Regions from separate parts of the Danio rerio genome. Here region 1 is linked to region 2. A link is a contact called in public HiChIP or PLAC-seq data. All regions are on one chromosome and are shown on one strand. The core of a region is the stretch at or near the end of the contact, and the rest is flanking DNA. Distances in the headings are between cores, read along the strand shown. Region 1 holds the start of adarb1b (adenosine deaminase RNA specific B1b). Region 2 holds the start of retsatl (retinol saturase (all-trans-retinol 13,14-reductase) like).

Region 1 (4,627 bases), core at 1,600-4,099, 230 kb before region 2:
TCAAAAATACATTCGGTATCACTTTAGGGACCAATTCTCACTATTAACTAGATGCTTATTAGCATGCATATTATTGAGATATTGGCTGCTTATAAAGCACATGTTCTGTATGATCTTACTCTACATCCCTAATCCAACCCAATACCTAAACTACCTCAATAACTATTAATAAGGAGCAAATTAGAACGCTAAAAGCCATTAAAATGAACAATCTTAAAAAAATGATCCAAGTATAATTTGCTGAAAATTTGCTGAGTACGATGTAAAGAAAAACTCAAACAAAACATTTCAGTATTACAGCATTGCTGAAACACAATATTAAATATCATGGTAAAAAAAACAACTGTAGATTAGTTTAATATTATACATACTATGTATGTTAATTATATAATGCATTAGTGTGCATCATTTATAATTTATAAAAATTGACAATAAAAATAAGCAATACAAATAATAAATGTCTTTTTGTTTTATAAACGGAGCACTTTTAGGTAGACTCGAGCATTTTGTATAGCTAAAAATGCTTCTAAACTAATTACCACTCAGTATTTTATTTACACTGTGAAAGTAATGTGTTGTGGTTTTTCTTTTCCTCACTTGTAATGCCTCTCTGATTGAGAATTGTAAATAAAAAGTTAAACTAAAAAAAAATGCTTCTAAACTAAAAATATATACTAATATTAGTTATGGACAATATATTGTTTCAGCATCGATATCACAATGTGTGCATCCGCAATAGTGTAATTTTTACATTTACATATACAAAACCATAATGCATGCACTGTTTATTTCACTTTTATCTTTGCTTTGTAGTATTTATCCTTGCTTGTAGTTTGTTTATTACATGTTCTGCATTATTCGCTCCCTTACAGAATCATCCCAGTCAATCAAAATACATTCGGTAACACTTTAGGGACCAATTCTCACTATTAACTAGATGCTTATTAGCATGCATATTATTGAGATATTGGCTACTTATAAAGCACATGTTCTGTAGGATCTTGTTCTACATACACAATACCTAAACTACCTCAATAACTATTAATAAGGAGCGAATTAGGATGCTAAGAGTCATTAAAATGAACAACCTTAAAATAAAGTGTGACCAAAAGTTATATCCAAGTATAATTTGCTGAAAATTTGCTGAACATGATGTAAAGAAAAACTCAAAAAAAAAAAACATTTCAGTTTTACAACATTGCTAAAACAAAATAATAAATATCATGGTAAAAAAACAAATACATAATACAATGTAATAATAATGTAATAACAAATACAATAATAAATGTCATTTTGTTTAATCAACAGAGCACTTTTAAGTAGACTCGACGATTGTGTATAGCTAAAAATGCTACTAAACTAAAATATATATACTAATATTAGGGCTGCACAATATATCGTTTCAGCATCGATATCGAAATGTACCGCGATACCGCAAGTTACATCGCAAAAATATGCAATCTTGAGTTGACTTTGCAGTGCGATTTTTACATTTACAAAACCATAATGCATGCACTGTTAACTTCACTCTGATCTTTGATTCTTTGCATTTATCCATGCTTGTAGTTTGTTTATTCCATGTTCAGCATGATTCACTCCCCTACAGAATCATCCCAGTCAATCAGAATAATACATTTGATAGCACTTTAGGGACCAATTCTCACTATTAACTAGTTGCTTATTAGCATGCATATTATTGAGATATTGGCTACTTATAAAGCACATGTTCTGTATGATGGTATTCTACATGCCTAATCCAACCCAATACTTAAACTACCTTAATAACTATTAATAAGGAAAAATATAGGATACTAAGAGCCATTAAAATGAACTGAACCTTAAAATAAAGTGATCAAAAATTATATCCAAGTATAACAAAGTACATATATATTTCAGAAAAAAATAAATATCGCAATGCAAGATTTATCCAATATCGTGCAGCCCTAAATAATACACATAAGATGCATGTATTACATACAACATGTTTGACGTCTGACAGCTGTCATATTGCACTAAACGACAGAGAGCAGCGTTTCTGTAACTCTTTTTGTGTTCACAACCAAAAAAAAGTGAAAGCATGATGGTGTGCAGATGATGACAGGATTATTATCAGTATGAAGCAAACGATCCGCGGAAGGTGCGGAGTCGTGCGTCTTAATGAAGCCGACAAGATGTAGACGAGCACGGGTGAATTCTGCCACGGCTCTTCAATTGAACACTTTTATCATTGGGAAGTTGCGTTATAAAAAGCACTTGACTGAAAACATCGAGTTATTCTCCTTGTTTAAGATCATAAACAAATCCTCAGTGCAAACGACTCGATATGCTTCCTCCTTACAGCCTGGTTGTTTTCTCCATCTATCAGCCCACCGCGCGCGCTTCCATTGTGGACTGTGGAACTGCATTATGACATGCTCGCGTGCCCTGCTTCCCATCTGCAGCGATGCACTGCGTTCATTATTACAGTTTCACACACAGAAAAACACCATAATGTGCACCTTCAAAACAGCGTGGGTGGGTTAACATCTACTGTAAAGCATCCCCGCTTCTATCCCTGTCAAATAACACCACGAACAACTTACGTCAAGGATGTGAGAGAAGAAAAAAGCCCGTTTACGTTACATAAACACAGCGGGAACACGCGCAAAATATCCCGCGTCTAAAAATATCACGAGTAGAGAGATCCGTCAGTACTCACGCGTGTGCACGCGGCGATCGGCACCTCAATACAGATTCAAAGGACTCCCGTCCGCCATTGGAATAAAGTTGAGAGCCCACCTCTAATCTCGATGATGTTCCCGGGAATGGAGTGGATCTGTTTGATCACACGAGCGGCCTAGAATACTCTCGCGGGGTCGCCCGTCGGTAGCGCGCAACGTGGTTGCCGAAACACGCTGCAATTGGCTGTGCGCGCGTAATCACCGCCCACTTTCTGTCAGTCAGGGAAGGAGGCTGACCGCCAGCGACGGATCTGATTGGCCGAACACGTTAAAGCGAAACAGATTGGCTGTAAACACAACGGATGATTACATTTGTAAGATAAAAAAATGCTAATTTGTTGTGTTTAATTAATTATATCTGTAAACGACAGAGTGATGATGATCAGTTGGCTTGGCTGCAGCTATTGCAGGGTTGCAGTCTAATGAAATATTTATGCTAGTTTTATGCTGAGTTTCCTCACTGTCTGACTAAATGCATTTGATTCTTAATGACAGACAGGATTTGACTTGACTTTGGGTTTTAAAATTAAACTTTCTAACCTTAAATTATGTTCATCCTGTATTGTAGGATGTATATATATATATATATATATATATATATATATATATATATATATATATATATATATATATATATATATATATATATATATATATATATATATAATTATTTATTTATTTAAATTTTTTTATTTTTTTATTAATTGTTGACAAAACATACAGGCTGAAAAAAACTATATAACAGGCCCGTAGCCAGGGGGGTTCGATTGGTTCAAAAGACCCACCCCTCACTTAAAATTGTCCAGAATTTGTTTCATCTAAGAGCTCCTTTGTCCTTTTTCGACTGCTATGCCTTCATAAAAACTAAAAAATAATCCATCGAAAACCCTTCTAAGTAAAATTCATTTAAATACAATTGTTTTTACCCATGAATTTTCAATTGTATTTTTTTTACAAGAGAGACTATAAAAATTGTGAAGCTCTACCTTATTGTTATTATAATTTTTTTAATCATTATTATTTATTATTTTTAATAAAATGGACCAATTCTGACTGGGGACAGTTGAATGTGCTGGCCAGTTTATTTATAATTTGCCTAATAAATGACAATTGGCTTGTTTTTAATTTAAAACAGATTCTTTTTTTCTAGTGATATAGGATTTAATACATTTGTATTTTAAAAATAAGATTATTTTTATATTTTTTTATTCTAAATCTAGGAAATATGTTTTGGTACAACAAAAAGAGCTGTTATGATGACCATCCGACAAGCTAATCCAGCTAAAAATAGTGCTTAAAATATATATTTAAATCTCATAATTAAATAGAAAATGAGGTGTAAAACTGCAACAACAAAAAAAGCCCACTTATTGAGAAAAAAGAACCAATCCCTTTCACTAAGCTGGCTACGGACCTGTATAATGAAATATATCAAGTCAAATAACATCACCCCCCTGCCCTGCGGTCTCTTGAAACTGGGGTATCCAATGAATAGTAGTTAACAGAAAAACAAAAACAAAGTAACATTATTATAAAAAGTAAGGCAATCATTCTAGATCCTGATCATTGTTTTTTTTTTAAATCCTGATCATTGTTTTGTACAATTCGCTTGTTAAGTGTGACGTCACACGGAGCGGCTTCCGGGTCCAAGCGCTCTATTCAACTGAATGGGGAGATTCATGAAATGGTAATAATAAACGTTTACAAAGCGATTTAATACTTTCGAAAGTCACGATCGCAATATATATGTCCATGCCTAATATCCGATGGCCAGAAAGTGATTAATTTTTTTATAAATTGTTAACATTTTGGTATTTGTTATGCAGCAAGCCCAGAGATTGTTGTGTACACTATGACTTTATGTAAAATTAACTTTAATGTGTGATAGGAATAAAAAGTGATCATAA
Region 2 (4,742 bases), core at 2,033-4,532:
GACAACATTTGTACCCAAAGGGTATATAGCCTTAAATTGTATCTAAATGTTTGGGTCATTACACAAAAAAGGGGGGCGGGGGAAATGAGCATTACTCCAAAAACGTACCTTTTCTTTCAACTGGGGAAAACGGACACAAGCCCAGTCAAACAGATGATTGGCAAATCTCATCTTGTAGTTCTCATATTCTTCACCTCTTTCAGCCTCATTAACGTTTTCCCACTGTTCAAACCACTTTGGATTGACCAAAGTATGGATCACCATACGTGATTGCCCTACAATAGAGAATCACCCATAACTAGATTAACCTGGCTTGCTTGATTGTTCTGGACACTTAATATACCAATAAGAAAGTGAACCTGGGAAACGAGTGCTTGAGGTGGGATCCTTAGCAGAGGGGAAGGAAAGATACATCATGGGGACATTATCAGGTGCATCTTGCTTGTCTGAAGCAAAGTACTCCTCCATCCTACAGGGAACGGAAAAATAAAGTAAGAACTAGCAGGAAGAATAGATAGCATTGAGTGATCAATGTACTTGTACACATACATCTCATCAACGTTGTTGCCCTTATAGAGCCGCATGTCAGTTGAAGAGATGCCTAGTTCTTCCATTGTGGCATTGAAGCCAGCAAATACTTGAAAAAAGCCTTTGCCTGGTTTCAGAGCTTTAAGATATTCCTGGACCTCTGGAGAGGCAGAAAACCGCCACCAAGGTAGGGGGAAAGATTAGATAGATCAAATAAACAGCCCACATGGAAAACTGGTTAGGACCATGTTAAGTTACTGCAGGAGAACTGGTAAACAGATCACATACGGGGATCTGCCTGGATCTCTGGAGTCAGGAGCTTCTGGAAAGTAGTGAACACACCAGCATTTGAAACAACCACTGAAGCTTTGATTTCAATATCTTCATCTCCAGTCTTCACAGCCACACCTGAAGCAGACATGTGCTCATTACATTATACCTCAAGACACTGCAAAAGCAACTGTTCACAGGAGGTGCCAAATCCAGTTCCTGAAGATCTACCTGGCTGCAGAGTTAGCTGGAACCTTAAAGCGTTGGCCTTAAGATTACAAAGTGCTCCTTCAGATCCTACTTCCTCCAGTTACTGATCAGGGTTGGAGGTAAACTCTACAGGAAGGTAGAGCTCCAGGAACAGGATTGGGTATGTCTGACTTGAACAAACCTCACCGTATGCATTTTGTTGCTCATTAACTAGAACTCTAGAAACTGGAGCATTGACCAGGACTTTTCCACCATGTTTCTCCAAAACCTGGATGATATGATACGGGATTTCACTAGCACCACCCTGAGGATAGTACACACCACGCTTTGAGTGGTGTAGGAGGAGGGCATCAATCATGCAGCTGGAGTTTTTGGGTGGGACACCTAGGGGGAGAGAAAAAAAAAAAAAAAAAAAAAAAAAAAAAAAAAAAAAAAGTTTAGTCAGAAGCCTCGACACTGGATGAATCCAGAGTTTGGAATGGTTATTTTACCACAAAATGTTTTTGAGAACACTGTGAGGAGATCCTGGTTGCTGGTAAGAGACTTGACCACCTCTGATGTACTGGTGCGGGAATATTTTAAAATTGGGGAAATAAAGTCAGCAATTCCAGTCCTCAATATGAAGCGAGCAAACCAGAGTGGGACCATCTTCAGCATACAAAGCAGACGGACCTTCTCAGAACAAATCTATTAGGGTAAACAATAGTTTAGATGATAAAGCAAAGGGAACGTTAAGATTTAAAAGGAATAAATAAAACCAAATACCTTCATTATTTTAAAGAATTCCTCTACTGCTTTAGCATCATTGGGGAACTGTTTCTTCAGATGAGCCTCCATCTGCTTTTTACCATTATAGATAGTGTATTCTTTACACTCAGGCCCTTTACCAATAACAACAGTTTCCACATGTGAACCTTGCTCAGCAAAGTGCACTTGGCCATCAGTAATCAAATCCAAAGCAATCTTCAGGAAGCTGTTCTCATGAAGTTGACCAACATAATAGAAGCCTTCAAAAAATAAAAACAAAGCAATCTTAGTCATGTGCGGCAAGACATTCAGCATTCCCATCCATGCAGCTGTAAGGTCTTACCACAGTCAAACTCAAAGCCCTTCTCAGTGAAAGTCTTACAAAGGCCTCCTGCCTGCTTGTCTTGCTCCAGCACTAGGACTTTCTTTCCGAGCCTCGCTAAAACTGCAGCTGCAGTCAGGCCACCAATGCCACTACCAATCACAATGACATCCAAGTTATCGGGTACTTCATTTGAAGCATATTCTATAGGGGAAGACAAAACCAAATTACATTAACTTCAATATCTCTAGCAATGCAATGACTGCTCTCAGAGAACCACTTAAAAGGTTCAAAAGAAACTTACAAATCTTAATTTCAAGGTTTCCACGGTGGGGATTTAGGTTTAAAATCCACAAAAAAAAAAAAAAAAAAAAAAAAAAAAAAAAAAAAAAAAAAAAAAAAAAACACACAAGGCAGGCTCTGAGACTGCTCTTTTAATTGGTTTTACCACATCTGATACATTTTACTAGTTTAGACCAAGTGTGCCCAAACTCAGTCCTCAGTGTCCTGCAGATATTAGCTCCAACTGGCCTTAAAAATCACACCCATACAGATGTTTCTAGAAAGTCTGGTAAGAGCTTGATTAACCAGCCCAGGTGGGTCTTATTGGATTGGAACTACACTTTGCAGGACACCGGCCCTCCAGGAGAGAGTCTGGGCACCCCTGGTTTAAACAATTACCAGAGAAAATTTTAGAGTTATACCATTAGTCAAGTGTTTCATTGATCTGTTCAGCAATGAAACAGACTCCAAAAGTGTACTTAAAAACCATTTACAGGCACCATGATATTTAGCAAGGCACATGTACTTATATTATGCTTTATACTGAAGTACCTATGTTTTTTTTCCTTATATTTGCTGCATTTACATAGTGGAACACTAGGTGCCTCTATTATATCACTAATCTAGAGAGCTCACATACCTTTCTGAAGCACTTTGTCTTTTTTCTCCTGGTCGACTACTAGCGGGCCTTGAGGACTGATGGTACCCTTGCACAGGCCACTTCTCCTGCCAAACAGATACCAGAATGTGCCACGAGCCCAGTCTACAAACCATTCTAAGAACAGCAAAATCCACCACATCTTCAATCACTGGCAGAAAAGACTGTAACTTTGAATTTGAGGAGTGACTGCTAGAAGATTCACTCTTTAAAAGTAGTGTTAAAAGCTTAAGTAGCAGCTCTTTCCAGAGACTGCAACCAACAGCTTTTTATTTGGTGAACGCGTCAAGGCCTTATTTATTAGTCTAAACCGTGGGTGGAGAGAATCAACTTGTTTGTCTGCTATTTGTGTTACTTAATTAAATCAGGTGTGCAGACCGATTGCTTTGCATTAGTTGCTTATAATGAATAACAGCTGTGATGCACAAAATGGAAGCCAGTACAAGAATGTAGGCATTTTTTTGTGTTTATATACATATATACTTATAATATGGGTTAATTAGCTGTTTGTATTGATTTAGTGTATTGAAGGAAGGAGTTGCAGATGGTCAACAATAAACTATAATGCATGTAAACATTTAAGTTGCATATGTGATAAATCAAAGTGTTAGATTTACTTTAACCCTTATGTACTGTTGGGGATGTTTTCATACACTCTTGCGTGATTTTGAGTCTTAATTTAGCCATAACTTTCTCTGTTTCTACAAGCAGAATGTTTTTGGTGACAAATCTTATTTGACATGTATTTTGTGAAACTATACACTCTGGGCAAATTTACTACCCTTTTGTTATGTTCGGGAAAAAAACATCCATTGAATTAAACTGTTGTAAAAATCCATCAGATAAATATTTTTAATTTTAATATTTTGCATAAATCTGTTAATCAACCTCAGTCCTGATCAAAACGACTAAATTGCTTAGAAAAATACAGGATTTTAACTCTTTAACTGTCAAATTCATAAATGATGTCACTGATTTGGTAAAAAAAAAAATGCACAAAATTAAGTACTTTTAATATAAAAAGTAATTGTGGACAGGATTTTTTTTACCTTTTATCAAAGTCTTAGACATGTAAACAGCATTGTCCTTGATGCATTGTTTTTGCTTGTTTTTTAATGTTTTTTCTTCTTAATCAACTGTGGGTGGCTGTTTTTGCTCCGTCGACTTTCATTAAAATCACATTTTTTGATTGCAAAGCTATGACACACTATATAATCATGCATTTTTGATTGTTAGTGGTTTTCCCTGTTGAAAAGAGGTAAAATGTGTCATTTGTGCTGTTGATCATCAGTTGGCACCATTTACCCTTTAGACATGCCTTTGCAAAAAATGCAATTTCTGGATTTTACTGTATATGGAGTATAACAGCAAATTAAAGTGTGTGTCTTTGGGTGTGTGAGTGAGAGTGACCTTTAGGCACTTACCTTGTGATGTGTCTGAGAAAATCTATGCATCTCAGCTCTCAGAACTGCATGGAGTAAACAAAAACAAAGACTGTGTATTTATGCACCATTAAATTTGATTATAATGGAAGTCAATGAGGCAAAAACAGCCACCAGCAGTAAATTAGGGAGAAAAAATGAAAATCTAACAATGCATCAAAGCCAATGTTGTTTCTAATCGTGCACATGTCCAAGACTGTGATAAAAGGGGGGGAAAATCTAGTCCACAATTAATTTTTATATTGAAAATATGTCATTTTGTGTGTGTTTTTTCCCCCACTAA

Evidence for each region. HiChIP or PLAC-seq counts read pairs in DNA pulled down with a chosen protein or histone mark.
Region 1: an H3K4me3 HiChIP or PLAC-seq map of embryo shows a contact between it and region 2, with 4 times the contacts expected there. The contact joins the promoter of adarb1b here to the promoter of retsatl in region 2. A contact is called at or near these places in 1 of 18 Hi-C or Micro-C datasets (caudal fin) and 1 of 4 datasets of contacts at active chromatin or transcription factors (embryo).

The regions. Positions count from the first base shown.
Region 1 is chr9:47,026,699-47,031,325 of GRCz12tu, reverse strand. It overlaps adarb1b (adenosine deaminase RNA specific B1b), which reads right to left and starts at 2,849. Exons shown (of 12, transcript XM_682018.11): 1 at 2,699-2,849.
Region 2 is chr9:46,793,261-46,798,002 of GRCz12tu, reverse strand. retsatl (retinol saturase (all-trans-retinol 13,14-reductase) like) reads right to left here and starts at 3,282. Exons shown (of 11, transcript NM_001040004.2): 1 at 3,000-3,282; 2 at 2,099-2,281; 3 at 1,774-2,015; 4 at 1,500-1,695; 5 at 1,195-1,392; 6 at 817-936; 7 at 550-688; 8 at 360-469; 9 at 109-275. The coding sequence starts at 3,159.